Regions from separate parts of the Mus musculus genome. Here all the other regions are linked to region 2. A link is a contact called in public promoter capture Hi-C data. All regions are on one chromosome and are shown on one strand. The core of a region is the stretch at or near the end of the contact, and the rest is flanking DNA. Distances in the headings are between cores, read along the strand shown.

The links. Promoter capture Hi-C pulls out the DNA fragments that hold promoters and counts their contacts.
Region 1: a contact with region 2 is called in a promoter capture Hi-C map of pre-B cells. The contact joins the promoter of Det1 here to the promoter of AU020206 in region 2. A contact is called at or near these places in 4 of 39 promoter capture datasets (cranial neural crest, frontonasal cranial neural crest, pre-B cells and 1 more).
Region 3: a promoter capture Hi-C map of pre-B cells shows a contact between it and region 2. The contact joins the promoter of Mrpl46 here to the promoter of AU020206 in region 2. A contact is called at or near these places in 6 of 39 promoter capture datasets (cranial neural crest, hippocampal neurons, liver and 2 more), 1 of 484 Hi-C or Micro-C datasets (B cells) and 3 of 115 datasets of contacts at active chromatin or transcription factors (embryonic forebrain, embryonic stem cells and stem cell-derived neural progenitor cells).

Annotation. Positions count from the first base shown.
Region 1 is chr7:78,845,575-78,848,660 of GRCm38.p6, reverse strand. Det1 (de-etiolated homolog 1 (Arabidopsis)) reads left to right here and starts at 1,450. Exons shown (of 5, transcript NM_029585.3): 1 at 1,450-1,554.
Region 2 is chr7:75,780,839-75,784,270 of GRCm38.p6, reverse strand. AU020206 (expressed sequence AU020206) reads left to right here and starts at 2,151. Exons shown (of 3, transcript NR_165329.1): 1 at 2,151-2,219. RefSeq lists a cis regulatory region at 1,788-2,530.
Region 3 is chr7:78,781,799-78,784,954 of GRCm38.p6, reverse strand. It overlaps Mrpl46 (mitochondrial ribosomal protein L46), which reads left to right and starts at 1,866. Exons shown (of 4, transcript NM_023331.2): 1 at 1,866-2,148. The coding sequence starts at 1,927. It overlaps Mrps11 (mitochondrial ribosomal protein S11), which reads right to left and starts at 1,824. Exons shown (of 6, transcript NM_026498.2): 1 at 1,532-1,824; 2 at 1,275-1,382. The coding sequence starts at 1,596.

The sequences.
Region 1 (3,086 bases), core at 201-2,700, 3.1 Mb before region 2:
AGCACAGCCCTGTCCCATGTTTATTTTGCTTTGCTTTGGGGCAAGGTGTCATGTAGCCAAGGTCAACTTGCTGTGCAGCCAAGACAGGCCTTGAGCTACTGATTCCTCTGCCTCCCTTCCTAAATGCTGGGGTTATAATCTGTGGCCCCACCCCTACTGGCTCTTATTCTTGTATGAACTTGTGCAAGAGATGTATGTCCCCTTTGGGTCTCAGTTTCATCATGGGAAAGGAAGAGAGTTGTGGCTGGAAAGCTTTAGTAATATTTTATCAAGACTTCAAGTATTTAGGGCTAACAGGTTTAATACTTGGGATAACCTTAAGAGGCAGGTATAGTCATTTTCCAGAAAAAGGCATGAGGTTTCTAAAGCCAGCACCTAAGAATACTGAGCCTGGAAATGGTAGGACTGGGCCAGAAACCTATCATTCTCTTCATAGTCAGTCTATATCCCCAAGTCACCTTTCCCCTTTAGACCTTAATTTTCCTCTCTCCCTGGTCAAAGTCAACACATATCCCTTTCTCATGTGTTGGTCTGCAGAGATATTCATTCTCTGAGTCCTTTGGGTATGGAGAGGGTTGGGAGAGAGAGCAAGGCTCAACCTAGCCTCTAATTCTATATCCTATGTCTCAGAAGAGCTGGGGATATAGAATGGAGATGGCATGGGGGTCCAGAAGAGATAGACCACAATGGATTACTGATGGAATATTTACTGAGATTCTATAAGATGTCAAACCTTGTTATGGGGTGGGAGGTGGGGCTGGAACAGAAAATAAGACAAAAATCCCTGTTCTCAGTTTATAATCTACCAAAGGGAGGAGAGACACAACAAAGCAATACACATCAACAGAAACAGATATTTGACAGTGGTGGGTGAACAGTGGCGGTGGCTACCCAGAAGCCTTAAGAGAAGATATTTTGGGTTTGGTTTCCTGCCAAAGCATCAAAAATAAACCATACACCCAAATACAAACGCGCGCGCGCGCACACACACACACACACACACACACACACACACACACGCAAGCACAAAGGAGAGAAGCCACCGACTCACAGGGAAGAAATAGCTTGTAAGAAAAAAGAAAATTAAATGAAGTAACGTGTAGGTGAAAAGGCCAGTCAATGGTATTGGATTCATTTAGTACAGAAGCTTTTATTGTATCCCCACGTGCAACCACGAGCATGGAAAACGCAGTGACATGGTGCATGTATAATCCATCTTCCACCAGTATGCAAGAAGCAGGTGAAAACTTAACTCCTACTCATAGTAGTTATGAACGTGCCTTGGATCACTTGGTCCGGGGCTTATCCAGCCTCTATGGTCTCGATCTCTCCTCCGGACGCCAGGGTGCGCTGCGCCGCTCCTTAGCTGCATGGCGTCTCGATCTTCCGATCTTCCCTTCTCGCTGCGCAGCGCTTCCGGTAGCGGGCGGAAACCCGGGCTGGTGGCTGCCGACGCCGGGGTCCCGAGGCATGGTGGGGGCGGGGCCGGGGGAGGTGTGCGCGGAGCAGGCTAGGGCGACCCTTGCCCTGGCCCCATGAGCCAGGACTCGACAGGTGAGGACTTGCCCTTTGCGGCCCGCGAGAGCTCCGCGGCGGGCTCCTCCCCGCATGCTCGCCGGGTCTCAGGAGCTCCGGCCCCCGGCTTTGCCCGGGGAGGCCCCGCCCTGGGCTTTTCTTTCCGGGGGCGACCATGGGCATGTGTGTCTGCCTCTTGGCATCCTTTTCTTGTTTTGGAAGCAGTCGCCAAGAGTGTGGGGACATGTGCACTTGCTCCAACGAGGAATAAACCTTGCGTTCACACAATTAGTGACCCGCTTTAGCCAGGCTTTCGTTTCAGACCGCACCGCACCAAAGCGTCTACCATGTGCCAGCCCCAGGGCTGGAAGAGTATACCGCGGTGACCGAAGTAGACCTGGTTACTTCCATTAGAGAGGGTACAGTTCAACGAGGAGACTCAAACATTAAACACAACCATGCAAGCGACCGTGTAAATTAAAAAAAAAAAATGTGACAGATGACTAGAGAAAGAAACAAGAAAAAGATGAGTCCTTTAGGTGGGGTGGTCAGAAAGACTTCCCCAAAACTTGACACTACTAACGTTGCAACGAGAGAATTTATGGCGTGGACCGGAGAGAATGTCTTCCGGAAAATGAAAGTTCCCCTGTGGTTACCCACGTTAGCCAAGAAGATGGCTTGAGGTATGCCCACCGTTTAAGAAGGAAGCTTGCTACGTGTTAAGCACTGTGGTGGGCATACAACAGATAAGTGTATACTTGACCCAGAGAGATCACCATAAATATACACATTAGTAAAATACAGAGAGTTGCAATTGAGTGGCTAGTGTGTTGGAATCTATGTCTCACTAAGTGAAGGAAGGCCTTCAAAGACAGGATGATGAGGCTGATATTGGAGACAGTTCTCAAAGGTGAAGAATTTAGTGTCTACAAAAGACCAGATAGTAGAGTTCAGTGTGTGGTCTGTTGCAGTCACTCTGCTCTTTTCCTAGGGCTAAAGTGGCTCTAGGCAATATGCAAATGAGCGAGTGGCTTTCAGGGAAGGGTTCCTTCCAAAAAACAACCAGAGGTGGTAGTTTAGAGACCTGACTCCCTCTGGTCTGGCGGCTCTGCAAGCCTTTTAGATCTTTATCCAATGGATGTAGCTTGTATGAGGATAAGCTTGAAACAAAAGGATTGCAAAACAATACCCTGACTATGTGTTGTAAGGGTTTTGTTTGTTTTGTGGTCCTGGGGAATCTGTTATGCTGCTCTTTATGAAAGCCTTTGCCAGAACACTACTACCACCTCCAAGCTTTTGAGATAGATCTCTCTCTCTCTCTCTCTCTTTCTATTATTGATGTGCAAACCTTCTTTGTTGGCCATTTGTATTTGAATCTGGGTTTGTGGCTATTTGTCGAGTTCTAAGAGTTCATTAAATATGTTAAGTATTAACCCCTTACCAGATATTTGGACAGCAAATACTCTGTTCACCCTGTAGGTTTTCCTTTCCCCTTTCCCTGGGGTAGCAGGGTAGGAGGTGGGTAGGGGTTTTGAGACATGGCCTAACTGTGTATGTAGCTCTGACTGTCC
Region 2 (3,432 bases), core at 902-3,401:
CAAATGTACTCGGATGCAATAAGGAACATTCCTTATTCCCTCAGCCCAGAAGGCTTTATTGAGCCTGGTGTCAATGGGCACATCTGGAGTTCCCCATTCCTTCATGGTCTTTGAGTGCCCTAAGAGCACACTACTTGAAGCCTACTCCATGGATGTGCATGTGAACATTGATGGTGTATTCTTGGGTCACCATCTCGTTGATGGCAGAACTGCCCTTCATCTTGCCACCCTTCTTTGCTACTTATAATTTCACCAGCAAACTGACAGGTCACAGATATAGCACAGCCTTGGGAACTGATATTGTGACAGAGACTCTTCAGGTGAAAACCCTTCTCCTCTGTTTCCTCCTCCTCCTCCTTCCCCTTTTAAAAGATTGTCTATTTTATGTATGTCCATATGCTGTCACTGTCTTCAGACACACAAGAAGAGGGCATCGGATCCCATTACAGATGGTTGTAAGCCGCCATGTGGTTGCTGAAATTTGAATGAACTCAGGACCTCGGAAAGAGCAGAGGCAGCAGCTGCTTCTTCTTCTTCTTCTTCTTCTTCTTCTTCTTCTTCTTCTTCTTCTTCTTCTTCTTCTTCTCCTTCTCCTTCTCCTTCTTCTTCCTCCTCCTCCTCCTTCATCCTCCTCCTCCCCCTCCTCCTCCTCCTTCCTCCTCTTCCTCCTCCTCCTCCTCCTCCTCCTCCTCCTCCTCCCCCCCACTTCATCTCCTCCTCCTCCTTCTTTTTGGTTTTTCGAGACAGGGTTTCTCTGTGTAGCCCTGGCTGTCCTGGAACTCACTCTGTATACCAGGCTGGCCCTGAACTCAAATCTGCCTCCCTCTGCCTCCCAAGTGCTGGGATTAAAGGTGTGTGCCACCACTGCCCGGCAGTATCTGGTCTCTTTTTTTTTTGTTTCTGGTCTCTCTTAATAATACATTTCTGAGTCACACAGAAGGAAAGGGGCATGAATACATTTCTGAGTCACACAGAAGGAAAGGGGCATGAGGAGAAACAGAACACATCTGACCCTTGGCTTATCTTCAGTGATGGTCAAACCTCAGTGGATAGGTGGCTGACTTAAGATGTGGATACTCACAGTGTGGAGAGTCCTTGATGCAGCTTCAAGGATATTGGCAAGAATATTTACTTTTGGCTTGGAGGACAAGGGAGGAGGCTCAGATAAGAATAATGTACTGTGTTCCTTGTGTCTTGGTCATCCTGTTTATTGCCTTGTTTGACTACATTGTCTTTAATCTAAGAACTGACCTTAGATGACATAAAAGCAAGCTGGAGAAAAATAAACCCACATCAGCCCTGGTTGGGGTCGTGTTATAATGTTGTTTAATTGTCTTTTCTTTCTTTAACCTCCCTCCCTCCTTTGAGACCCCGATGACTGAGCTGGCTTCATGCAGAAGGAAAGGGGCGTGGGGAGAAGCAGAACACATCTACCCTTGGCTTATTTTCAATAATGATCAAGCCCCAGCAAATGTGAATGTGTGGCTGACTTAAGATGTAGATACTCACACCATGCTTCATCTTTACAAGGTCACTGCTGCAGGCCATGGGACTCCTGGAATGCAGTTTGTTGCCTTGAGTAAACCAAGATTTGGTTTTGGTTTTGGTTTTGGTTTTGGCTTTTGTTTTTTTTCCGAGACAGGGTTTCTCTGTGTAGCCCTGGCTGTCCTGGAACTCACTTTGTAGACCAGGCTGGCCTCGAACTCAGAAATCTGCCTGCCTCTGCCTCCCGAGTGCTGGGATTAAAGGTGTGCGCCACTACTAAACCAGGGTTTTACTGGGTGGGGGTGGGGGCGGATTAAAACATTTGCGTTGCAATCTAACTAGGTGTGGGAGGCAAAAATATATGAATCCTTTGTTCTTTTTTCTGAGTTCGAGGCCAGCCTGGTCTATAAAGTGAGTTCCAGGACAGCCAGGGCTATACAGAGAAACCCTGTCTCGAAAACAAACAAACAAAAAAAGAATCAGGTGGCACTAACTTTTCTTTCCCCTCCCGGCCCCTCGCTGGACCAGAGGCTGGGGCAGCCCACCCCTTCCTCCAAATGCAGCTGTAGTATGGGTTCGTCGGGCCATCCGTCACAAATCTACGGCCTCTGATTGGCTTTTGTGCTTAGGAACCATAAAATGGGGCGGGAATTGGGGAGAAATTGGCTTTTTGGCGGCAGCACTGCGTCAGCGGCGGCGGCGGCGGCAGGGACTTGCAGTGCGTGAGCTGCATGGTGAGTACCGGGTTGAGTCCTGGCCGACCGTGTTCGCAGTGCCCGTTATCCGGACGGCCTCCTTGCGGCAGGAGCGCCCGGAAGCGTGTGGAACCGTGGGTCCGGTTTACTGGGTCGGGGAGTTTGGGTCGAGATAGCAGCCGGACTCCATTTAAGACCAGGAGTCATTTTGAGATTCTGCCTCAGTTAGGTTAAAGTTTTTTGGGGTGGGGTGGGGGCTAGAGGGTTTCGAGACAGGGTTTCTCTGTGTAGCCCTGGCTGTCCTGGAACTTACTTTGTAGACCAGGCAGGACTCGAACTCAGAAATCCACCTGCCACTGCCTCCCACGTGCTGGGATTAAAGGCGTGCACCACCACTGCCCGGCTAGGTAAAAGTTTTTTGTTTTGTTTTGTTTGTTTTTTGAGACAGGGTTTCTCTGTGTAGCCCTGGCTGTCCTGGAACTCACTTTGTAGACCCGACTGGGGTAAAAGTTTTAATATTCTGTTTCTTGGAGTTAGGCTGTGCCCGACAGATGTTTTGTACCTTGTGCTCCAGGAAGAGTTCTATAACTGCCTTGTGCTCTCTGTAAACCCGCCTGCTTGCAAAATACCTCTCTCTCCCATTGGTTTTGTCCTATAAGAGAAGTATGGGAAATTTAGGGGGAGACAGCTGTGCACAGACTTGGCTGTGCACGGAATAAGGTGTTCTTTATCCTCATTCGGTGGGATTAATAAATTAATTAATTTTGGAGGCTCCAGTGATATAAGAAGCTGTTAGGGTCCATAAACTGTATAAACATAGATTTCAGTCAGGGATAGTTTATCGAACGCACATCCTAAGATTGATCAATCAGAGATGTAGCTCAGACTCTACAGCTGGAAGCTACAACCCTGAATGTTTTCTAGGGTCAGTTTATAGAGGTTAAAACCCCACAGGGAGCTTTTATAAGCAGGTACTGGGCGGGCTGCAGGTGGTCTGCCTTTCCCAAGTTGTTACTAGTTTAGGCATAACAGTTGAAGCTGGTTTCTATTTTGGTTGGTCCCAAGTGAAGGCTGTGGTTGGGGAATTTCTAAGAACCTCAGAACAGAACAGGATATATGGCCAACTTGATCTCTCTCTGAGCCAAACTGTTGTCAGCAGTATGAGGTGGCTGACAAGCATGAGGCAGGAGGGTTACAGCTAAATTGGGGGGGGGGGGCGGGGGACGGAGGGGGGGGTGGGGGGGCGGGGGGG
Region 3 (3,156 bases), core at 617-3,116, 3.0 Mb before region 2:
TAAAAATGAATGAATGAATGAACGAATGAATGAGTGAGTGAATGACATGGCATCAACTCGTCCCAGAACTGGACAGATACGGCTATGCCTGATTGCCTGCTTTACTGTTGGAGCAGGGACAGAACCCCAACAATCCTAGTAGTGTCTGGGATTGCCAAATGAACGGCTACAACGGTCCTGGATCAAATTCCATCAGTAGCTCCTCGTTGCCTGCAGGGGATAAAGTGTAAAAGCTCTAGGGAGACAGGGCTGTCCTCTGCCATTTGGATCCTTCTAGAGCAGTGGTCCTCAGTGTTCTTAATGCTGTGACCCTTTAATACAGTTCCTTATACTGTGGTGACCCCCAGCCATAAAATTATTTTCGTTGCTACTTCCTAACTGTGATTTTGCTACTGTTATGAATCGTAACGTATGTATGTGTGTTTTCTGATGGCCTTAGGAACCCCAAAGGGGTTGCAACCCACAGGTTCCGAAATGCCTTTCTAGAGGCATCACAAGCCAGTTCTGACAGCCTGCCTTTCCACAGACGTTACCCTTGCCTGCCACGATCACAATGATCTTGTCCAGCTGAGATCCTAGTCACTTCCACAGTCCACGGTACTTAGTCTTTCCTGAATTCCTCAAGTGTGCCTTACTCTCTTAAATGTCCAGCCAGTTCTTACCTCTATTATCCTTTTGATCAGATTATGGTTAATACATTTGCCTGTGTGTTGTTTTTGCAAGTTGTGTACTACTTCTGGGGAGACATAACCTATATTTCCTGTATTTATCCTGGTACTCAACAGGTAGTAGTAGCTTTTGTAACTGTTAAACAGATGTGAAGGTAAGTGAACATATATACCGCCTGCATATTAAGTATTTCTACTAGTGGGATGCTGCAGGATGCCAGGTCCCAGGGCTAGGCACGAAATTAAGAAAGGCACAATCTAGATGTGCAGTTAGTGTGGTTCTTCAAGACATTTTATGTTGGAGGCAGAGAAAGCTGCTAGTCGGATCTAAAGCTTATCTCACAAGGAAAAGAAAGCTGGTATTTATATACATTGGACACTTAGCTAACAGTTGCTAATTGAACAGCTACCTTATGCCCCTGCTCATCCCTCTATTTTCCCAACAACCCCTCTAAGCATTATCTCCACGTATAGTGTGCTGATTTGCACAAGCTCCCACAGATGGCAAATGACAGCCAGGAATTAACTTTTTCTATGATTTTGGACGGTGTCGGGCAGAAGTCACAGGATGCAACTTTCCAGAGCGCTGCATCCACTTACCCTCACCTGAAGCGACTTGGAGCCGCTTCCCTTTCAGTGTTCTGCCTGGCAGCTGAGTCTTCTAATCTCGGGGCTCCGGTGTGGATATTCTTAGCTGGGGCAATGCCCACAAACCTGGGGGGCAAAAAAAGAGAGAGAGAGAGAGAGTACGATGAGGGACTGGATTAACGGTATTTTGGGGGGTTCAAGTGGCACATAGGTCTGGAAGGAAGGTAGGCGGGCAGGCTCGAGAGTGACAGTGGGTTCGAAAGAGTAATCCTTACCTGGTCATTCCATGTCCAGCCCAGGACCGCAGGAGCCACGACCCGGAGTTTCTTAAAACCTGCATGACTGAAATTGACCCTCCGCGGCGCTTGGCTTAGCTCGAGCCAGCACCATGAGCCTCTGTGGGGGTGCTCACAGACAGGAAATCACCTGATTGCTCTTAAATAGTCCTGTAAGTATTTTTTCTTCAAATTTAAAGCTCTATAAAACCATTTATGTAGGAACTTTCCCCTTTCTAGTGGTCTAACACTAGAATTTCACCTACCTCCCCCAAAGGGAATGGTTCATTCCACTCGGTAAACCCGCCCCTCGCCGGCCCGCGTTGCCTCATGGGAACCTGGGGTTGGCTGAGGGCTCTGCCGGGCGCCGCGGTACCTTGTGGGAAGACAGAAAGATGGCGGCGCCCGTAGGGCGTACTCTTTTAGGGCTGGCTAGAGGCTGGCGGCAGCTTGACAGGTTCTGGGCAGGTAGTTCTCGTGGCTTGTCCCTTGAGGCTGCGTCCTCAAGCAGCCGGTCTCCATGGCGCTTGTCGGGCGCCTTGTGTCTGCAGCGGCCACCGCTGATCACCAAGGCGCTCACTCCATTGCAGGAAGAGATGGCGGGTCTATTACAGCAGGTAAGGCAGTCACGGGCTTCCTGGTGCGGCGGAGGGAAGCAACAGTATCAAGGAGGTCTTGATTTCCATGGAGACTCTGGTACTTCGTGTGACCTTGAGCAAACGTTTCATTTCTCGACCTTTAGTGACATCTGCAAGATGAAGTTACCGTACTGAGTTGGGTTAGGATATAGCAGGTGTTGAAAGAGTTTAGTTGGCTTGTTTTCTCTTGATCATTCGGTGTGGATAGCTTCCTTCTTGTTCATTCAATACTGTAGGGATCCGGGGGCAAACAGGAATCACTCCCTTTAACTTAGGAGCTCTCAGACTATAGAGAAGTGTTTGTGATGTTAGGACGAAAGTCGTGGTGACTGTGGGCACATCCTTAAGATAATGCGGTAAAGTTTGCTTTACCTCAGGGAGCAATTTCTGTGAAAGACAAAAAACCCAAGTGTTGTTGCTGTTGGGTCAGGAGATAGTGATGGAAGGTCTTCCGTATCCCTAGACTCCAAAAGGCTTTTGTCTGGAGAATACTAATGGAAACTCCCGTCAGTGCTTTTTGCTCAATGTATTCACTCACTTGACTTTTTTTTTTTTTTTTGGTAGTCCTTTTTCTTTCACCATAAAGGTATTCGTAGCCAATACTGTGCGTCTGTGTGCAAAGTGATAGGCAGTTGTGGATGTGACAGGCACATCGCTCTGCTTCGCAGAGAGTTTCCAGGTACTGGAATTAGGGATACAATCAGTAACCAGTCTTATGACTAATTATAGACTTTGGTAAGTGCTATTAAGGAAAACATAGAGTACTAGAAGAGTTTTACACAGGACCACATAGGTTTTATTTTCCTGAGAAGTATCCAGGAATATCTTTCTGAGAAAGAGGTATTTGAGTTGAAATAAGAAGGATGGATAGAAATCTGGAAGAAATGGCATGAGGAGAAAGAGAGACTAGGAAGAAGGATGTTGGAAAGTCTTCATGGCAGGAAAGTCCTTGAATAGATGCTGATCAGAGACGAGTAGACCTAGTGT